Regions from separate parts of the Zea mays genome. Here all the other regions are linked to region 2. The links are chromatin contacts, called in public Hi-C maps. All regions are on one chromosome and are shown on one strand. Each heading gives the region's core, a stretch centred on a gene start, on an enhancer-like site or on the middle of the called end of the contact. The rest is flanking DNA. Distances are from core to core; before and after follow the strand shown. Region 1 has its middle 23 kb from the start of LOC100101512. Region 2 holds the start of LOC606427 (phosphoenolpyruvate carboxylase kinase 2). Region 3 holds the start of LOC100285115 (phenylalanine ammonia-lyase).

Region 1 (2,700 bases), core at 178-2,677, 420 kb after region 2:
AATAATCAAAACTATACAACGCAATATACAAAATAAACAAATCAGTGAGACAATACCTTGGTCTACAAAATTTTCCAACTCGAATACAACGATTATGATGTGAATCTGGTCGGTTTTGAAGAAGATTGAAATGGAGAGAAAGAAGAAAAAAGAGGTGGGCGCAGCTCTCGACCAGGAGAACGGCCGATTTATAGGACTTCCTAGCTCGACGCCAAGATCTGTGGCGCCAAGCTAAGACACCCCGTCAGCGCCATGGTAGCCCTAGTCGCTGCTGGTCGTCGAAGCCACCTCAGAGCTCCGCACCATAGCCTATGGCGCCGAGCTATGTTGACTCGGTGTCATAGTCTATGACGCTGAGTAAAGAGTCCAAAACATGAAATAAGTCATCCAAAGACCTAAATGTAAATTTTTGTCGAAAAAAGATTAAAAAACAAAAAATTCAGCCACACAAGGAAACTGGCATGCACATGGGTGCAAGGAATCATGCGTCCAGGGAGAAGGGTGCATATGCGTCTAAAATGGGGATAGAAATGCTAATACACCTTGTTTTTAGGATAAAATCCAAAAAATTATACGCCCTGTTTTTTGGATGGAGGGAGTATCTAACGAAATTTTGTGTAAGTTACTAGCAAAATAATATATAACTATATACCCGACTAACTAAAAACCTAACTACATATAGCGCCAAGTTAAAAAAACATAATAAATAGTAACTCTTACTAATTACAACAATAAATAAAGTATGAATGAAAAAACTAACTTTCATAATTTAATGTAGGCGACGTGGCCGAAGACGAAGGGCGAGGCAGGAGCGAGGAGATAGAGGGTGGGCGCATGGGTGGGGTTGACTGCATTGGTGGGCAGGTCCTAGGGCGTGGGCAACCTCGGATGAGGGGTGGGGTGTTTGGGAGCGGGTGAAGGACATCATATGGTAGCTAAAGACACTGACGACGAAATACTTTTGACATGAGAAAGTGCGAGTGAGGTTGAAAAGGGAGAAGCTATGACCATGGTGTCGGACCCTCGTCGCCATGGTCCATGGCACTGGCTCGGTGTAATAGGTTATAACGTACATCGCTCACTTTTACAGCGATGTAGGTGTTGGTAATTTGGTATCATAATTTATAACATCGAATCGTATAAGTTTGACATCATAGATCATGACGTCGAACCCTAGAATTAAAAGATATATTGTTGGGCTAGATAACTCAGTGTAAAAGTTTTTTTAAAAGGCTAATATATATATAAAAAAATTAAGTAGGACTTTGAAGGCAGAGTCCGCCAATAGAAGGCCAGAAGGCAAGGCGTCGCACCTAGTAGTAAACTGTACTAGTATAGGTTTGACTCGGCGGACCCGCGCACGAGGGCACGTTGACCGTTGAGCTGCCTCGCAGCACAGTACAGAGTACCAGCAGCATCACTGTAGCAGCCTAGCAGGGACTTTCCTCGGTCTGGTCAATCCATATTCCATAAGAATAAGATGGGGGCGAGCATGTGCTCCACCCCTCCACGCAAAGAAACTTCTGCTTCATCGGTTTCTTCGGACCTCAGTCCATGGGGTCCAAGTGAAGTTTGTCATGACGACGACGGCCGGTTCGATTCCCCTCGCTCGGCCTTTCGTAATTTGTCGAAACGAAAGAACCCAGTGCATTAAACTTCGTTTTAGAATTCATCGCCAGGGGCTTGTTGTACCGCGGTCGCAGCCGGCAGCCGCACACGTCGTCCTCACCTCACCTCACCTCACCTTGGCCAAATATATTGACCCAGAAACCATCAACGCCGCTGCGCGCTCCACTGTGTGTTTGGCGACCAATCGCCGCAAGAAACTTCTCATGCAGTGCATGCTCAAAGCCCATCCAATCGCCGACTTCGTCTCCCCGGCGGCAGACAGAGACAGTGGCATCTCTGGATCATCGCTAGCTCTAGGCTTATCCGTCGAGGTCGAGGTCGAGGTCGAGGTCGAGGTGCGTGCGCGGTCGACCTAGACGCGATCCATTGCTCCGGATTGGATGCAGTCGGGTCGCAGCCGTCGCGGTCTCTATCTCACTGTCGCGTATATCTCACTTTGGTGGCCTCTATCTCAGCTCGCTCGTCTAGATTTTAACCTACCTGACTGCTTGTCATGACCGCCGACGTACATATCTCCCACGTGTACGTACGTACGTGTCCATCAAAATCAACTTGGCACACAGGTAGGCAATGCAACTGGCGGGCTAACCAGCTGAAAGCGTGCAACTTTTATACACCTCTCTGTCTGAACTAGGCAAACCGTCGTCGGTTAATTACTTAACTACTGTACCGCCGCGCAGCCACCGGGAAACTTTAATTGTGGTGCAGCTGTTAGCCACACTTTGAGTTCAAAATTAAAAAAAAAAATGTCGCAAGATAGCTGCTGGCCTGGTCACACACGGCAATCCTGGAACGCCACTTCGTCACGGAGAAGACTACATCAGCTAGCAATAATACAAACTTGCTTGTATTTTCGTTCGCGCGCGTACTAGCTCGTGCCCGTTCGTCATAGCGACCGTACGGTACGTATCGCGTTGCATGGTCGACGGTACAATTAGCCAAATACTTTAGCTACGCTGTTTTGCCGCTGACATCGTCCACAACTGACGGTGTATTATTCTATAGTATCATCCACCAAGTCGCTCTCCTTTCTCGACGGCGACGGCGGGGCACATGATTCGTCCCCGGCGC
Region 2 (2,700 bases), core at 195-2,694:
GTTTTCCCACACACCTCGTAGCATCAGAAACGCATGAAACGTAAAAAGGAAAAAAAAAGATGTGAAGGGAGTACAAAGGCTTGGTTTTTTTTTATTTATGTATCCAACACCACACTCCATCTGTACAAAAGACGGTCAGTGTATGTACATCCAGCTAGGAAAACCAGCACATCGGAAAACGGGTGCTCTCTGCTCCGCTAGGTAAAGAGCGTCCCCAAAAACCCGGGGGCAAAGGAAAACCACAAGCCTATAAAGCTTCTTTTGCCGATCGATCTGCTCTGCAGCTGGCAGCAGCTACCGTACACTACTACGTACGTACGTACAAAAACCTCATACATAACGTCCGGGATTCCTTGCCGTGCCTGAGTGCTCTACGGCAATACACGTCCGTCTGGATTCCTCCTCAGGTTGGCCGCTCCATTGCCCGGGCTCCTCCGCCACTCACGATCCACGGGTGAGCTGCATTATTTTATTACCAACGGCAGATCTGTTAGATAAACTGCATCGACGAACAAGGGGAAATCAAATCAACGGAGCAGGAGAGAGGTTGTCGGGGGAACGAACGAAAAAACTCACCGAGGACTTGCTCGGCGGTGAACCTCCTCCACTCGTCGCGGCAGATCATGCGCCGCATCAGGTCCTTGGCGGCGGGCGACACCCCGCCGAAGAGCCTGGGCGGGAAGCGCGCGCTGCCGCGCAGCACGGCCGCCAGCACCTCCGCGGCGCTGTCGCCGCCGAAGGGGAGCGCGCCGCCGGAGAGCAGCGCGTACATCACCACGCCGGCGCTCCACACGTCCGCCTTGGCGCCGTACTCGCCGCCGGCCACCACCTCGGGCGCCACGTAGTGGGGCGTCCCCACAAGGCCCTCGGCGCGCCCGAGCCCACCGGCGCCCACCCACGCCGCCGACCCGAAGTCCGCCAGGCGCGCGCGCGGCGCCGCCTCGGCCTCGTCCTCCTCGTCGTCGTCGCTCCCGGCGGCGGCGTCGATGAGGATGTTCTCGGGCTTCACGTCGCGGTGGGCGACGCCGCGGCGGTGGCAGAGCGCGAGCGCCTGCGCGACCTGCGCGACGATGGCGGCGGCCACGGGCTCCGGCACGGGCGCGCCGCGGCGGCGGCCCACCCACTCCAGCAGGTCCGGGCCCGGGCACAGGTCCATGACCACGTGCGTCCACGCCTCGTCCTCGTACGCCGCGTGCACCTGCACCACGCCCGGGTTGCCCGCGCCGGCGAGCTGTGCCAGCTTCGGCTCCAGCTGCGCGAGCTCGCGGTCCAGGTCGTCGCCCAGCCGCGACCGGTCCACGGACTTGACGGCGTAGGCCTCCCCGGTGGCGCGGGACGTGCAGCGGTGGACCACCCCGAAGCGGCCGCGCCCGATCTCCTCGCCGATCTCGTAGTCCCTCTTCAGCTCCGCGCTCATGCTTCAGTAATTTCTCTCTGGTCTTTTGGGTTACCTCGTTCGGAGGAGGGGCCGGGTGGCCTATTTAAAGACATGAGTGGGAGCTACGGCCAGGCGGAATATTCGGATCCGCGCCTGACCGGGACCGCGAGCGAACAGTGTTTTTTTCTCTCATTTCCTCAAATGCCCTCGTACGTCGTGGTTTGTCTCTCGATCCTACTACTAGTATTTGGCATGGCTCCAAACAGGTCCGGTTAGCACTAATCAGACCGAGGTGTAAACGGAAATCTTACGCGCAAACGTGTATGCTAGCCATCTGGGCTATATATGATTTCTTTTATAATAAAATGTACGATCTAATGGAAAAGTTCAAGTAGACGTCGGATTAAAACTAGCTGTTCAGACGGCTGCAGTGCAATCTATATAGACAAAACACGCGATAAACAAATCAACAAACGAGGGACTCGATTGCCAAACGCCTGCTGTCGCAATCAGCAGTTGATTTGATTATGTGGCTGCTTCCACTAATAGAGAGGGTGTCGAGCACAGTTTGCTCCAAAACCGAGGAATTTGTTGAGGCACAAGTGCACAAAAAAAAGCAAAAAAGCAGTGTTTCTCTGATGCGTTGGCAAACCACTAGCTACCACCCACCAAATTATGCAGCCCATAAGTTCGGATAAGGCAAAATAATTGGACCTCCCAAATAAATATAATGGTGCCGTCCAATTCAAAAAAGCAAACATCATTGTGCTGCGTGAAAAAATCCATTCACGTCCCATCAAAAAGCTCGTCCATCTCTAAACGATGTCTCCTAAATTTCATCTTCTAAACAAACACTTCTCATCTTTTATAGTGCATTCTAAAAGATTACAACTCTCTATATTATCGCCGTCTCAAGCAACTTCTTCTAAATTTCGTTCTCTCCGTCTCATTGTCTACAACATACCAACTATATCACCAAAGTATATACCTTTGCTGAACAGCTGCTATGGAATTTCCTACTTCCCCAATTCAATCTTCCAAACGACCAAACATATCTAGATAGGTTGCGCAGCTTTGTGATTTCCTCGGATAAGCATATCCTACCTATGGCTATGGGTGGACTGGAGGAGCCCAGGCGGGAGGAGCTGTTATAGATGCAAGAGCTGGAAAGAACCTGCTAAAGACATTGTTGTCTGCTAACGAAAGCAAACTTGTTTATCGTCCGGTTGGTGTCTTGTTCTGTAGCCCCCCCTTCTCAATCAGGGCGCGGGTGCATGATGGGCGCGCATGGATGGCCACCTCAACGCAGACGGCTTTAAATT
Region 3 (2,700 bases), core at 183-2,682, 400 kb before region 2:
GCAGCATTGCACAAAACAACTCATTTATTATATTTGTCTATATTTTCTGCTGTTTTTTAACTTTGGTTAAATTTATCTATATTTTCTGCTGTTTGGGAACATTAGCGGGCTGGCACTGGCACGACCCGTTTTTTTGAGCGTGCCTAGCGGGCTGGTCCGACACAAAAAGTGGCCCAGAGGGCCGTGCCTGGGCCAACGGCCAGGCACGTGGGCTCTCTAGGCACGGCCCGTTCAGCCCGTATACCCGGGCCGGCCCGTTGGCTGATGGGCCGTGCTTCCCCGGGCCCGTGCCGGGTCGTGTCGGGCCGGCCAGTTGGCCATCTACAGTGATAATAGTGCTGGTACAAACAAACAAACAAATAAGTAAATAATACTAGACCGCCGCTTTCAACAATATTTTACGCCTTTGGTTTTTTTTTTCTTTCTAGGAAGAAATACAATTCCTCCTTGGTCCAAAATGTTGAATCGTGGAATATTTCATGCACGACACGGTTCTCTGAACTTGGGAACAACAATGAGTGTTTGCCACAACATTTCCAGTGAATGACTTGGTTGAGTTGGTTCACACAACGAAGTGCTTCATGGGGGACTAGTGCTGCTGGTGAAGTAGTAGTTAACAGATTGCATGCTGCGCCAGATCTGGAGCGCCTTTCTTTCCTTGGACGTTCTCCTGCTGGTGCAGAATTATATGGGGGCAACTTGACCTCGCGATACTTGAGTCGAGTACTTGATTCTCCATTTTTTCCCCCTGTTTACTCCAATCGGCCGGTTATCAGAGTCGGGCAGAAATTGCAACCAAAGCAAAACAAGCGCGCAGTTTCTGGACGGTTGATGTGTACTTGCTTGATGCCCTAGAGCTAGAGGCCACAGCTGAGAGGGAGTCGTGAGTGCTAACGTAACGAAGTGGACTCGTCATTTCGTGCCATTTCTAGTGACATACTTGCAGCATCTGCAATCTCCCAGTGGTTGCGTGTGTAAGCCTGTAAGGTCCGGGGCAACGGACCGGACCAACTCGACACCCGACTGACCGAGACCTAATACTTGGGCAATAGCTCGCGTCCAGTCCAGACACACACGGGCTCCCCCCACCAAGCCCGTCGCACTCAGTGGCCACCCACCACCAGCCCACCTCCGGGCGCAACCGCGTCTGGTGCGGTGCCGTGCGCCCGTCGTCCGGCGGCAACCAGACTACCCAGAGCCCCGTCGAGCAGACGGGCCGGCGCCGGGTCAATGTCGAGTGTCGTATTCCCAGGCAGGCGGCCATGCGACGACCGGCTGCGCGCGGGCCAAGCTGCCAGCGCCGGCGGCAGAAGGTTGGCCGGCCCATCCAAGGGACAGGGAGGCGTCGTCGCGGAGTCAGCTCGGCCCGCCAACAACCTACCCCGGTGCCATGCCAGTCTCTGATCTGACCCCAACAACCTCCCCCTCCCACCCGTGGCCACGCTATTTATTAAGCCCGCCCTCCCCCGCACCGTTCTCCTCAGGACGAAGAGCCTACCTTTCCCCAGCTCTTCGTCTACAGCACTGCCACATTAGTAGTTAGTTACCAGCAGTACTACTCTTGTGTAGTAGCTTTTAATTTCCCCCAGCTAGCTAGCTAGTTTCTACTTCCGTCCGCGCGCGCTCATCTGCGCACGCACGTGTCCCCGTCCGCAATGGAGTCCGAGGCCGGCCTGCTTGTCCGCTCCTCCCTGAACGGCGAGGGCCTGTGCATGCCGGCGCCGCGCGCCGACCCGCTGAACTGGGGCAAGGCCGCGGAGGGCCTGTCCGGGAGCCACCTGGACGAGGTGAAGCGGATGGTGGCGGAGTTCCGCGACCCGCTGGTGAAGATCCAGGGCGCCAGCCTGAGCGTCGCGCAGGTGGCCGCCGTGGCCGTGGGCGCCGGGGGCGGCGAGGCCCGCGTGGAGCTGGACGAGTCCGCTCGCGAGCGCGTCAGGGCCAGCAGCGACTGGGTCATGGGCAGCATGATGAACGGCACCGACAGCTACGGCGTCACCACCGGCTTCGGCGCTACCTCCCACCGCCGCACCAAGGAAGGCGGCGCGCTCCAGAGGGAGCTCATCAGGTCAGACCACTCTTCAGTTCTGACTCAGCCGTGTTCAGTTTGGATTGTTAGTTTCCGCAGTTAGATTAGATGCTCCTATCAAACAGTGTTAGCGGTTTATTCACGAGGTCCTGCTGCACCGCAGGCGCAGCGTCGCGCCAGCTGCGCCTGCATGTGCTAGTAGCCATGTGCTAGTTGCATGTGCTAGTTCTTCAGTTCTGACTTGGCCAGCTGCATGTGCTAGCTGTTCACGGGATCCCATCAGTTACTGAAACAAGAAATACAGTATTTCCTTTTTTTTTCGGGGTGTTGTAGTTAGTTGTGCTAGTAGCTAGCTAGGTCGTTGGTGGGTTGGCATAAACGTTAAACTACCTCAAACTTTTTATCCCATAGATAGATAGTTCACATCATTCGTGCCTACAACCTTTACGAGTACAGTAGTAGTATACTCCGCTACCAATCCTATACACTATCATGTACTCTCTCTCCCTTTTAAACTTTTAGCTGTCTTACTTGTCGGTTTGTTTCATTCAAAAAAATTTATATAAACATTATATTGGTTTTATTAACAATAGTATTTTAATAATAATTTCTTCACTTTATTGTTTAAGGATTGGATAAAACAAATAGTTAAATATGATGGGTGCCACTACCAA

Evidence for each region. Hi-C and Micro-C count contacts between places; a contact is called where the count stands out from the background.
Region 1: a Hi-C map of bundle sheath shows a contact between it and region 2, with 2.1 times the contacts expected there. The contact joins the enhancer-like site here to the promoter of LOC606427 in region 2. A contact is called at or near these places in 2 of 25 Hi-C or Micro-C datasets (bundle sheath and leaf).
Region 3: a contact with region 2 is called in a Hi-C map of endosperm, with 5 times the contacts expected there. The contact joins the promoter of LOC100285115 here to the promoter of LOC606427 in region 2. A contact is called at or near these places in 4 of 25 Hi-C or Micro-C datasets (bundle sheath, ear, endosperm and 1 more).

The regions. Positions count from the first base shown.
Region 1 is chr4:147,827,593-147,830,292 of Zm-B73-REFERENCE-NAM-5.0, reverse strand. No RefSeq gene overlaps it. Among protein-coding and RNA genes, the nearest start is that of LOC100101512, 23 kb to the right of the region's middle. Within about 2 kb of position 1,427, at least 10 of the 20 cell types and tissues checked have an H3K27ac peak or open chromatin away from gene starts, as enhancers often do. A contact at or near this core is called in bundle sheath and leaf, where this site is marked.
Region 2 is chr4:148,245,168-148,247,867 of Zm-B73-REFERENCE-NAM-5.0, reverse strand. LOC606427 (phosphoenolpyruvate carboxylase kinase 2) reads right to left here and starts at 1,444. Exons shown (of 2, transcript NM_001112302.2): 1 at 577-1,444; 2 at 70-459. The coding sequence starts at 1,417. The coding sequence ends at 404.
Region 3 is chr4:148,642,774-148,645,473 of Zm-B73-REFERENCE-NAM-5.0, reverse strand. It overlaps LOC100285115 (phenylalanine ammonia-lyase), which reads left to right and starts at 1,432. Exons shown (of 2, transcript NM_001158010.2): 1 at 1,432-2,065. The coding sequence starts at 1,656.